Linked DNA regions of Mus musculus: region 2 is linked to region 1. Evidence: chromatin contacts called from public HiChIP or PLAC-seq data. All regions are on one chromosome and are shown on one strand. The core of a region is the stretch at or near the end of the contact, and the rest is flanking DNA. Distances in the headings are between cores, read along the strand shown.

Evidence for each region. HiChIP or PLAC-seq counts read pairs in DNA pulled down with a chosen protein or histone mark.
Region 2: an H3K4me3 HiChIP or PLAC-seq map of bone marrow-derived macrophages shows a contact between it and region 1, with 4 times the contacts expected there. The contact joins the promoter of Proca1 here to the promoter of Myo18a in region 1. A contact is called at or near these places in 8 of 39 promoter capture datasets (the 3T3-L1 cell line, fetal liver, hippocampal neurons and 3 more), 2 of 115 datasets of contacts at active chromatin or transcription factors (bone marrow-derived macrophages and pancreatic cancer cells) and 1 of 9 other capture datasets (adipose tissue).

Annotation. Positions count from the first base shown.
Region 1 is chr11:77,774,593-77,778,911 of GRCm38.p6, reverse strand. Myo18a (myosin XVIIIA) reads right to left here and starts at 1,677. Exons shown (of 41, transcript NM_001291213.1): 1 at 598-1,677. The coding sequence starts at 1,596.
Region 2 is chr11:78,191,801-78,196,531 of GRCm38.p6, reverse strand. Proca1 (protein interacting with cyclin A1) reads right to left here and starts at 1,830. Exons shown (of 4, transcript NM_001368876.1): 1 at 1,578-1,830. The coding sequence starts at 1,659. It overlaps Rab34 (RAB34, member RAS oncogene family), which reads right to left. Exons shown (of 10, transcript NM_033475.3): 10 at 4,339-4,731. The coding sequence ends at 4,691.

The sequences.
Region 1 (4,319 bases), core at 428-2,927:
CACAGCTTCTCAGATCTCAAAGTGGCACCTGTTAACCTACATCTCCAATTGAGGGCTCAACAAATATAGTACCCAAGCCTCTAAGCTATAAGCTATGATGAAACTTGAACACTTTCTCACCAACTACCCACTGGCATCTCTCTCTCTCTCTCTCTCTCTCTCTCACACACACACACACACACACACACACACACACACCCTGCCCCCGATAGTACCAGGCCAAAGCTGATCTTAACCCAATGCCCTTGAAAACTCACAAGGTTTACTTCAATCACTTCAATCCAAAAGGGCATTGAAGGGAACCTCAGACCCGGATGTCCAGCTGAATTGCTAAGGACTTTCTCCCAGTGAACTTTTGGGGGGTTTCCTTCAGCTTCTTGACAAGGCACAGAAGAAGCAAAGGTGTTTAATGAGTTTCCAGAGGGGCACCCTCTCCTGGACTGGCTTCTCCCTATTGGCCCAGCTCCCCATTTCCACACTCGCTAAGATCTGCTCACAGTTCCTGGGTACCCTCAAGCACCCATTTAAGTACACTACCGAGAGATGCTCACATACACAAACTCTTTGCTCACCCCTGATACCCAGGGAAGCACTCACATCAGCCGGCTCCCTGCGGTGTCCCTCGCCAGTCCGAAGCCAGCTCCGGCTCAGCTCGCTAAGCTCTGGGATGGGCTGTACCTTGAGCCGCACACTGTCCCCAGACTGCCGGATCATCTCCACAATTTCATCCCTGGATTTATTCTCCACATTCTGTCCATTAATCTCCACCAGTCGATCTCCTGGTACCAGCCCCAAGGCCAGGTCCTTGGTGCCTGCCCCTGGCTCAGCAAAGTGAACCACCCGTCGATAAGCCTGACCCTCAGGGGCCCGATCCAGCATGGTTGTGCGCCGCAGTGAGAAGCCAAAGTCTCCTGTGGGTCTTCGTTGTAACTCCAGCTCCCGGAGAGCAGGAGGTGGTGGTGGCACCAGAGCGGGAAGACGTAGATCAGCTGGGAATCTTTTAGTCACCAGCTCAGGGACTCGAGACCGTGGTCCTGGTCGAGGAATGCCTAGCCCAGGATGCTGCATTAGCTGTCCCTCAAGCGTCCGCACCTCTACCTGAGGTGATGGGGCTGCAGAGTGCTCTGAGGGGGTTGAGGTCTCCGAGGCACTCTCATCCCGGCTCCGTTGAGAGAAGGAAAAACGTTTGACAATCATCTGAGAGTTCTGCTTGGCCAGTGAACCGAACTTGGCTGCCCGCTGCAGCACAGAGCCCCGGAAGCTGCCTTCTTCACCCTTGAGGTCATCACTGGAGCTGGCTGTGCTTAGGTGTCCTGAGTCCAGGATGATGCTACCCCGATTGCTGTCAGAGTCAATGTCCGTCAGGTGCAGGTCAGAGCCACTGGCCACCTTGATAGGGATGGGGTTGGAGATTTCCAGGCGCGTCTTAGATTCCCGCTTGGAGGACCGGTTCAAGTTGAAAAAGCCACGGCGCATGCTCATCTCTTCCAGGCTCCGCAGTTCTGCCGCAGACATCCTCTCCTTCTTCTCCTTTTTTTCCTTCTTCTCCTTCCGCCCGCCATCTTTGTCCTTATCTTTCTTCATGAGGTTAAACATGGTGGGTGTGCTGTTTTTAGGGGTTGTATCCCCAGCTGACTATGAGTGCTTAACACAGGGTCTTTGGACCCCACCTTGTAGCTGCAAGTAGAAACAGAGAAAAGAAATTCAGGGTTTTTTTCCAGTTCAGACAGAGGCAGCGGATACTGATAAACCAGTCACCCCTTGTGGAGTGCTACTGATGTACCAGGCAACCTGATTTACATAATTTTTTCTAATTTCACTTCACCCTTTAGACCAAAGCATAGGTGTGCCTGGAGAGACTTGACTTACAGAAAACACAAATTGCAACCTGGAACATAAACGGAAATGGAACACAAAAGGAAACGGAAGGGGCTCTGCAGCATCACCTCCCCACAGGCAGTCCACTGAAGCGATGGGCATCCCACGTGACTGCCCCCCCATGGTATCCCCAGAGCCGCAGCCTTAGCCCCTGCCTCAAAGACCTTGGAGGGTCCAACTTTTTAAAACAATATTCATTTGTATGAGAGTTTTGCCTGTCTGTATGTGCATCACATGGACATCCATGTGGACGCTGGGAGCTGAATCCTGCTCTGGAAGAGTAACAGGTGCTCTTAACCACAGAGCCATCTTTCTAGCACCTGGGATTAGCATTTATATGACGTGTGTTTGTTTGTTTGTTTGTTTGTTTGTTTGTTTGTTTTTCCAGACAGGGTTTCTCTGTGTAGCCCTGGCTGTCCTGGAACTCACTCTGTAGACCAGGCTGGCCTCGAACTCAGAAATCCACCTGCCTCTGCCTCCCAAGTTCTGAGATTAAAGAGATGCACCACCACTGCCCGGCTTTACGATGTGTCTTATCGGGAGCTTCACACATACCCCTTCCTATTCAGTCCTCACAGGTGAGAAAAATGGCTCTTGGGAAATTAAGGATGTGTTAGGGGCTAGTCATCAAATGAGTGGCTGTGCTGCTGTGTCCCATCTGATGCCCTGGGTGCCCAAAGTAAATCGGGAAGGGAAGGAAGAGGAAGTCCAGACTGCACACAGGACAGACAGTTGCGAGGTGGGGGTGGCGTGGGGTCGGCTAGATAAACAGGATCCTGAAAAACTCACATCCTTTTCCCCAGACCAATGCCTAAATATAGCCTAGGGAAGAAAGTTGTGGCCGCCTGAGAGAGAAGGCCGGATCCAGGATGTGAGAGCACCTAGGGCCCTAACCTACCCCCATTCTCATGCATACCCGATTAGGGGCAGGAGTAAGAAAAACCTGGTTGGGAGGGGGAGGGGGGAAGCCCCAGAGGGCCTTTCTTGTTCTAACCAGCAGGGAACACAAAATAAAAGTAGGCCACACCGTCTAATTAGAAATTAAGTGTAATTTCTCTCTCTCCATGAATGCCTCCCCTCTGAATTCCAGACAGAGGGTCTCTGAGCTTATTCCCTCCAGCAATGGCCTATTGCCAGGCCCTGGCTAGGCATTTCCTCTCTCCCCAACCCCCAAAGCAAGGCAAGGCCCTCCACTATCCCCTTTCCACTGAGGGACAAGCTCCCACCAGCCAAGGTTCAACGCCCAGGCAGGCAGTGAGACCAGGAACTCCCAAGCTAATTGCTCACAAGTTTGATTCTGTATAATCACACATGGCAACCCACAGACATCTGGAACTCCACTTCCAGGAGACCCAATGTCCACTTCTGGCCTCATGGGCACCAGGCACATTTGTGGCCCAAACACATACATGTAAGCAAAATGCCCACACACATAAAATAAATAAATAAATAACAATTAAAAAGAAAGAAATTGCCAGGCAGTGGTGGCGCACGCCTTTGATCCCAGCACTTGGGAGGCAGAGGCAGGCGGATTTCTGAGTTTGAGGCCAGCCTGGTCTACAGAGTGAGTTCCAGGACAGCCAGGGCTACACAGAGAAACCCTGTCTCAAAAAGACAGACAGACAGACAGACAGACAGACAGACAGACAGACAGAAAGAAAGAAAGAAAGAAAGAAAGAAAGAAAGAAAGAAAGAAATTGGTGAATTTGGGCAGGGTGACACATACCTACAATTCTAAGTACTTGGAAGGCTGAGACAGGATCTTAAATTTAAGGCAAATTTGGCCAGTAACTAGAAACTTTGTTTAAAAAACAAACTAGATAAACTTAAGTTCCATTTACGGGCTGGCGAGATGGCTCAGTGGTTAAGAGCGCCGATTGCTCTTCCGAAGGTCCCGAGTTCAAATCCCAGCAACCAAATGGTGGCTCACAACCATCCGTAACGAAATCTGATGCCCTCTTCTGGAGTATCTGAGGACAGCTACAGTGTACTTATATATAATAAATAAATAAATCTTTAAAAAAAAAGGTTCCATTTACTACAATGTATCCAAACTGTTATCTCAACATGTAATCTACATAAAATATTTATAAACATAAATTATTTTATATTTAATTTTCTGTATTTTGTTTTGTTTTGATATATAGACACGTGTGCATGTGCGCACACGCATGTGTATTTTATTTATTTTGCTTTTTTGTTCTGAGAGATAGTCTCATGCAGTTCTGGCTAGACCTGAAACTCAGGACAGAGACCAGGTTGGCCTCAAACTCATGGAGAACCTTTCTGCCTCTGCCTCCTGAGAGCGGCTGAGATTACAGGTATGCACAACCGTTCCTAACTCATCCATATTACATTTCCAAAATCCAGAGCAAGGCTGAGTATGACGGTTCATACCTTTAATCCTGGCACTCGGGAGGCACAAAGATCTCTGTGAGTTC
Region 2 (4,731 bases), core at 581-3,080, 420 kb before region 1:
GCACTCCTGTGAGCTGTAATGGGGGAGATAATCTCCCAGGATATACACTTTCACAATGCTGGACCCTACGGTGGGCTTTTAAAGTATGACTTTGATTCTAAATTGTTTATTGAGGGACCCTGACCCAGAGTGACTAAGTAATTTGCTCAGGATGAAAGGTGACAGCAGAGGCAGAAAAGCTGGTCTTCTTGGCTCCCAAGCCAGTGTGCCTTGCTGGCTAAGGAGACACATATCCTAAGCTAAGTACCCTATGCCACAGCTCCAAGGCCAAGCCCTGAAACTAGATTCAGCTCCTGCCTTATCCAGTTGTCACCCCCAAAACATTTGCTTTTAATCCCCACCTTGCGGATTCCTCACTTCTGATTTCCTTTCTTTGATCTTGATGCAGGGCCTCCCCTGTGGCGCTCAAATCCTAAAGCTATTCCAGTAAAGGCCTGTGCCTAGGCCAGGCTCAAACTGCACTGGACTCCTTTCCTCCTGTCACTCTAGCAGGCTTTATGCAAGGCTGAAGCCTGTTTGCCTTCCACTAATACTCCTAATAGATGTTGACAACATCAGCTGTTTGGGAGGGAAAACAGGAAGGATCAACGAGAAGTGGGATTTGGAGAGATAGTCTGCCTCTTTGTCCAAAGAGGACAGAGGGGAGCGGTGATCAAGGCAGTCGGTCCAGAGCTCCTGTGGCAGAATGAAGATGGTAATAGCTTGAAAGGAAGAGAAAAGCATGTGGTCTCTTCGTTGGGACAGGTAGCAGGGACCTAACTCAAAATGCACATTTATTTGTAGAGGATCCTCCTTATCCTGCAAAACCCCTCCCTTCCTTTGAGGCCCAGAGGACAGGCACTAGAGCAGCCAAAAGAATGTGTGTGGAGGGACAAAAAAAAAAAAAAAAAAGCCGGTCAGTGGTGGCGCATGCCTTTAGTCCCAGCACTTGGGAGGCAGAGGCAGGGGGGATTTCTGAGTTCAAGGCCAGCCTGGTCTACAGAGTGAGTTCCAGGACAGCCAAGACTATACAGAGAAACCATGTCCCGAAAAAAAACGAAAAAACAAAACAAAACAAAACAAAAGGTGTGTGGAGGGAAGAAAGAAAGAAAAAGGAAGAGAGAGCGAGAGCGAGAGAGCGCGAGAGAGCGAGCGAGAGAGCGAGAGAGCGAGAGAGCGAGAGAGCGAGAGAGAGAGAGAGAGAGAGAAAGAGAGCGAGCGAGAGAGCGAGAGAGCGAGAGCGAGAGAGAGAGAGAGAGAGAGAGAGAGAGAGAGAGGAGAGTGCAAGAGAGGCCAGTGAGCCCTGTTCTGGGAAATGTCTCCTAGCTAGGCACTTGGAGGTGATTATGATGTCACTTGTGGAATACTCAGACGCTTTCCCACCCTCAAGGTCAATGGAACTGGCCGCCCAGCCCTGGAGCCCAGATGAGCATTGGGCCAAGGGTTCTACCGAACCCTAGCGCCTTTGGGGCGGTAGCCCAGGCCAGAGGTTGCAGCCTAATGCTCAAGAGCTGAGCCTGGGTCGGGAGGAAGCCAAGTCAAGCAAACTTCCAGAGCCACGCCCAGCCACGCCCCCATCCTTCTGCCCCGCCCCTTACCAGTTCTCTCGGTTCTCTCAATTTTGCGGCCAGACCTTTCCTCAGTCCATCTTTTAACCGTTATTGTCGTCCTGACCCACATCGCTGTCAGCCCAGTTCTTCCACAGGACCCTACCTCGCAGAGTTCAACGTTGAACCTCAGCTTGGTCGAGCCCTCGGCCCAGCTGTAAGCTCCAGTCCAGCCCCTAGCTCCGCCTCATGCTTGCCCAACCCCCCGCCCGCCTCCCCCCCTCAGGTCTTCCAGCCCGGGTCTAAGCGTCAGTCGGGTTCTTCATCCGGGATCTCCAGCTCCTTCCAGTCCCTTCGTCACACCCTTAACGCCAGTACGGGCTTTTACCTTTACCTTACAGACCCAGCACTCAGTCCCATACTTAGCACCTTGCTGGTCCCTGCTTCTAGAAAACTCTAGCCCAGAGCCCCGCCCACAACAGTTGCTGGCCCCGCCCCTTCCAAATTCAAGCTCTAGCACCAGGACCGCCACGCCTTCTGGAGGTTAGCCAGGGACCAATCTTCATGAACGTATGTCCTTGCAGGTATCCTGGCTTTGCGTCTCCTTGGTGACAAGTCCCTCCTCCACTGTGTATAGTACACCCTAAAGCCCCCTAACCCCGGATCGCCAGACCCATCCCCCTCAGATCTACCCTTCAGATTTCCTCCCAATCCCTAGGCCCCACAGTGCCCTATTTTCCTGTTGAGAAAGTAAGGTGACTTACATTCGTGGTAACTCCATCCCAGTAGGAAACCTTCACGTTGCTCAAACACAGCGTCCACACTTCACTCGTATATCACACACGATGACGCCAAAAGTCTACACAGATCTAACATAAGAAGTACATGTGTGCGGGGTGGTGGTGGCGCACGCCTTTAATCCCAGCAACTCGGGAGGCAGAGGCAGGCTGATTTCTGAGTTCGAGGCCAGCCTGGTCTACAGAGAGAGTTCCAGGACAGCCAGGGCTACACAGAGAAACCCAGTCTCGAAAAACAAAAACAAAACAAAACAAAAAAGTATATGTGCAACTGTCCTATACATGCACCTCATGGGACTACACATTCGGGCAGGCCCCTGGGAGAACTGAGTATTGAGGTGACTTCTCACATGCACACTGGGTTAACCAACTCTGTACAAGACGATGTGAATGAATGAGAGCTGCTTCACAGATATCCCTCACGTCACATCTCTCAGTTTACCTCCAATCAGCTTCCAAAGCCAGAATAGGTGTACCTCAAAAAGCAGAGGATAGGCTGGCCATGGTGATGTTTGCCTTTAATCCACACACTTGCAGGTAGATCTCTGAGTTCGAGGCCAGCTTGATTTTCATCGTGAGCTCCAGGAGAGCCAAGATCAGGACTCAAAAAAAAAAAAGAGGGGGGGGGGTAGGGGAGAAAGCCGGATGTGGTGGCATGGGCCTGTGTGCCTTTGTTGGGAGGCAGAGGCAGGCAGATCTCTGAGTTTCAGGTCACCTGGGGCTGACCATGAAACCCTGTTTCAAAAATAAATAAATATAACCCCCTAGTAGTAAGGGTGGATTACTTCCTTAGAGTTGCTGGTCAGGGAAGCCTCTAGAACAATAGGGCTATTTACCACTGCTGTCAGCAACATTCCAAAACTGAATGGTAAGACCCTGTTGTTAATGATGTCATATGTGTTGGTTACAGGACTTGGGACTGAGCCAGAAGTGTCTGTACCAGTGGCCTGGCTCCTGTAGTACAGAAAGTGCAGTGAAGGATTTCTGGGGAGGATCATAACCCAAAGTCCTATTCAGAATTCTGAGTGTTTCATGATAGAAAGGTCACACAGCCGGTTCTGCAGGGAGATCAAACATTCTCCCCTTCAGGAAAGTTCCTTAAGCTCAGGAAGTAAACAACTCAAAGGCTTCAGGAAATCCCTGAAACTGAGCAGGTGTACTAGACCCCTTCTCCCCCAAGCATATTTAAGCAGTCAGGACTGCTTGAGAGACACTCTCAGACAAGCTGAGCTGGCTGGAAGCCCCTCTGATCTGCCCAGTTGTCCGCAGGCTGTGCAGTGTGCTCCTCATTTCCAGCTTTCATAAACTGTCACTCATACTGGAGTGGCTTTCGGTGATGCAGCCGTCTTTGAGTCATTTCTGCTTCTGTACGCAGCCCCTCACCCATATCCCTGTAAGTAACCCAATTAAACTCATTGCTTCTCCAAGTTGGACTTAGATATGTATCCTTTAGTCTACCATCAGTTCTCTATCTGGGACAAATAGATTGTCTCTCTAGGGACACAGTCACACAATACTTAGGTACATGGTAATTTTGAGGTCAGGCTGGCCTACAAGAGACCCTACCTCAAGAAGAAAGGGAGAGGGAGACAGAGAGGAAAGAAAACAGCAAGGAAAGGGTAGTTACTCAGATTTTAACCCAGAGAATCTAGAAGATATAGTTAGTCTCCAAAACCTGATCTCTGAGACGTCAGCCAGTGTGAGCCCTGTTTTAGGAGCCAGGAATGAACAGAATCCCCATAGGGGCTCCAATCCCCAAATCGCTACATGCCCCCACTACACCTATTATCTCTAGTAAGGACTCCAGCCTAGAAAATGCTAATAACGGGGCTGGAGAGATGGCTCAGCGGTTAAGAGCACTGATTACTCTTCCAAAGGTCCTGAGTTCAATTCCCAGCAACCACATGGTGGCTCACAACCATCTGTAATGGGATCTGATGCCCTCTTCTGGTGTGTCTAAAGATAGCTACAGTGTACTCATATACATAAAATAAATAAATCTTTAAAGAAAGAAAGAAAATGCTAATAATGGACTTTAATGCATAAGGCACAGTGTAAGGCTAAAATCATTAAGCATTTTTATACATGAAAGGCCCAGCAGGCTGAGCAAAAGCAGCAAGAACACTGCCCCTCACCAGGCACCCTGGAGAGCCCCAGAGGAACAGAGGGTCATCCAGTCTTTGGCATGGTGCCTGGGGGCAGCAAATGACTAGCATGGTCCCTGTCACCTTCTGGGGGGCACTGACATCAATGGATAGCTCTTTGGTCTGGAAAAAGTCAGTGCAAATGTCCAGGGGTTGAGTTCTGGAGCAGTTGCAGGTAGCACGGTACCCCGGAAATGGGAAGTCTCTGGACAGTCCTCACTGCTCAGGGACAACATGTGGCCTTTTTCTTGCTGGCAGTTAGGT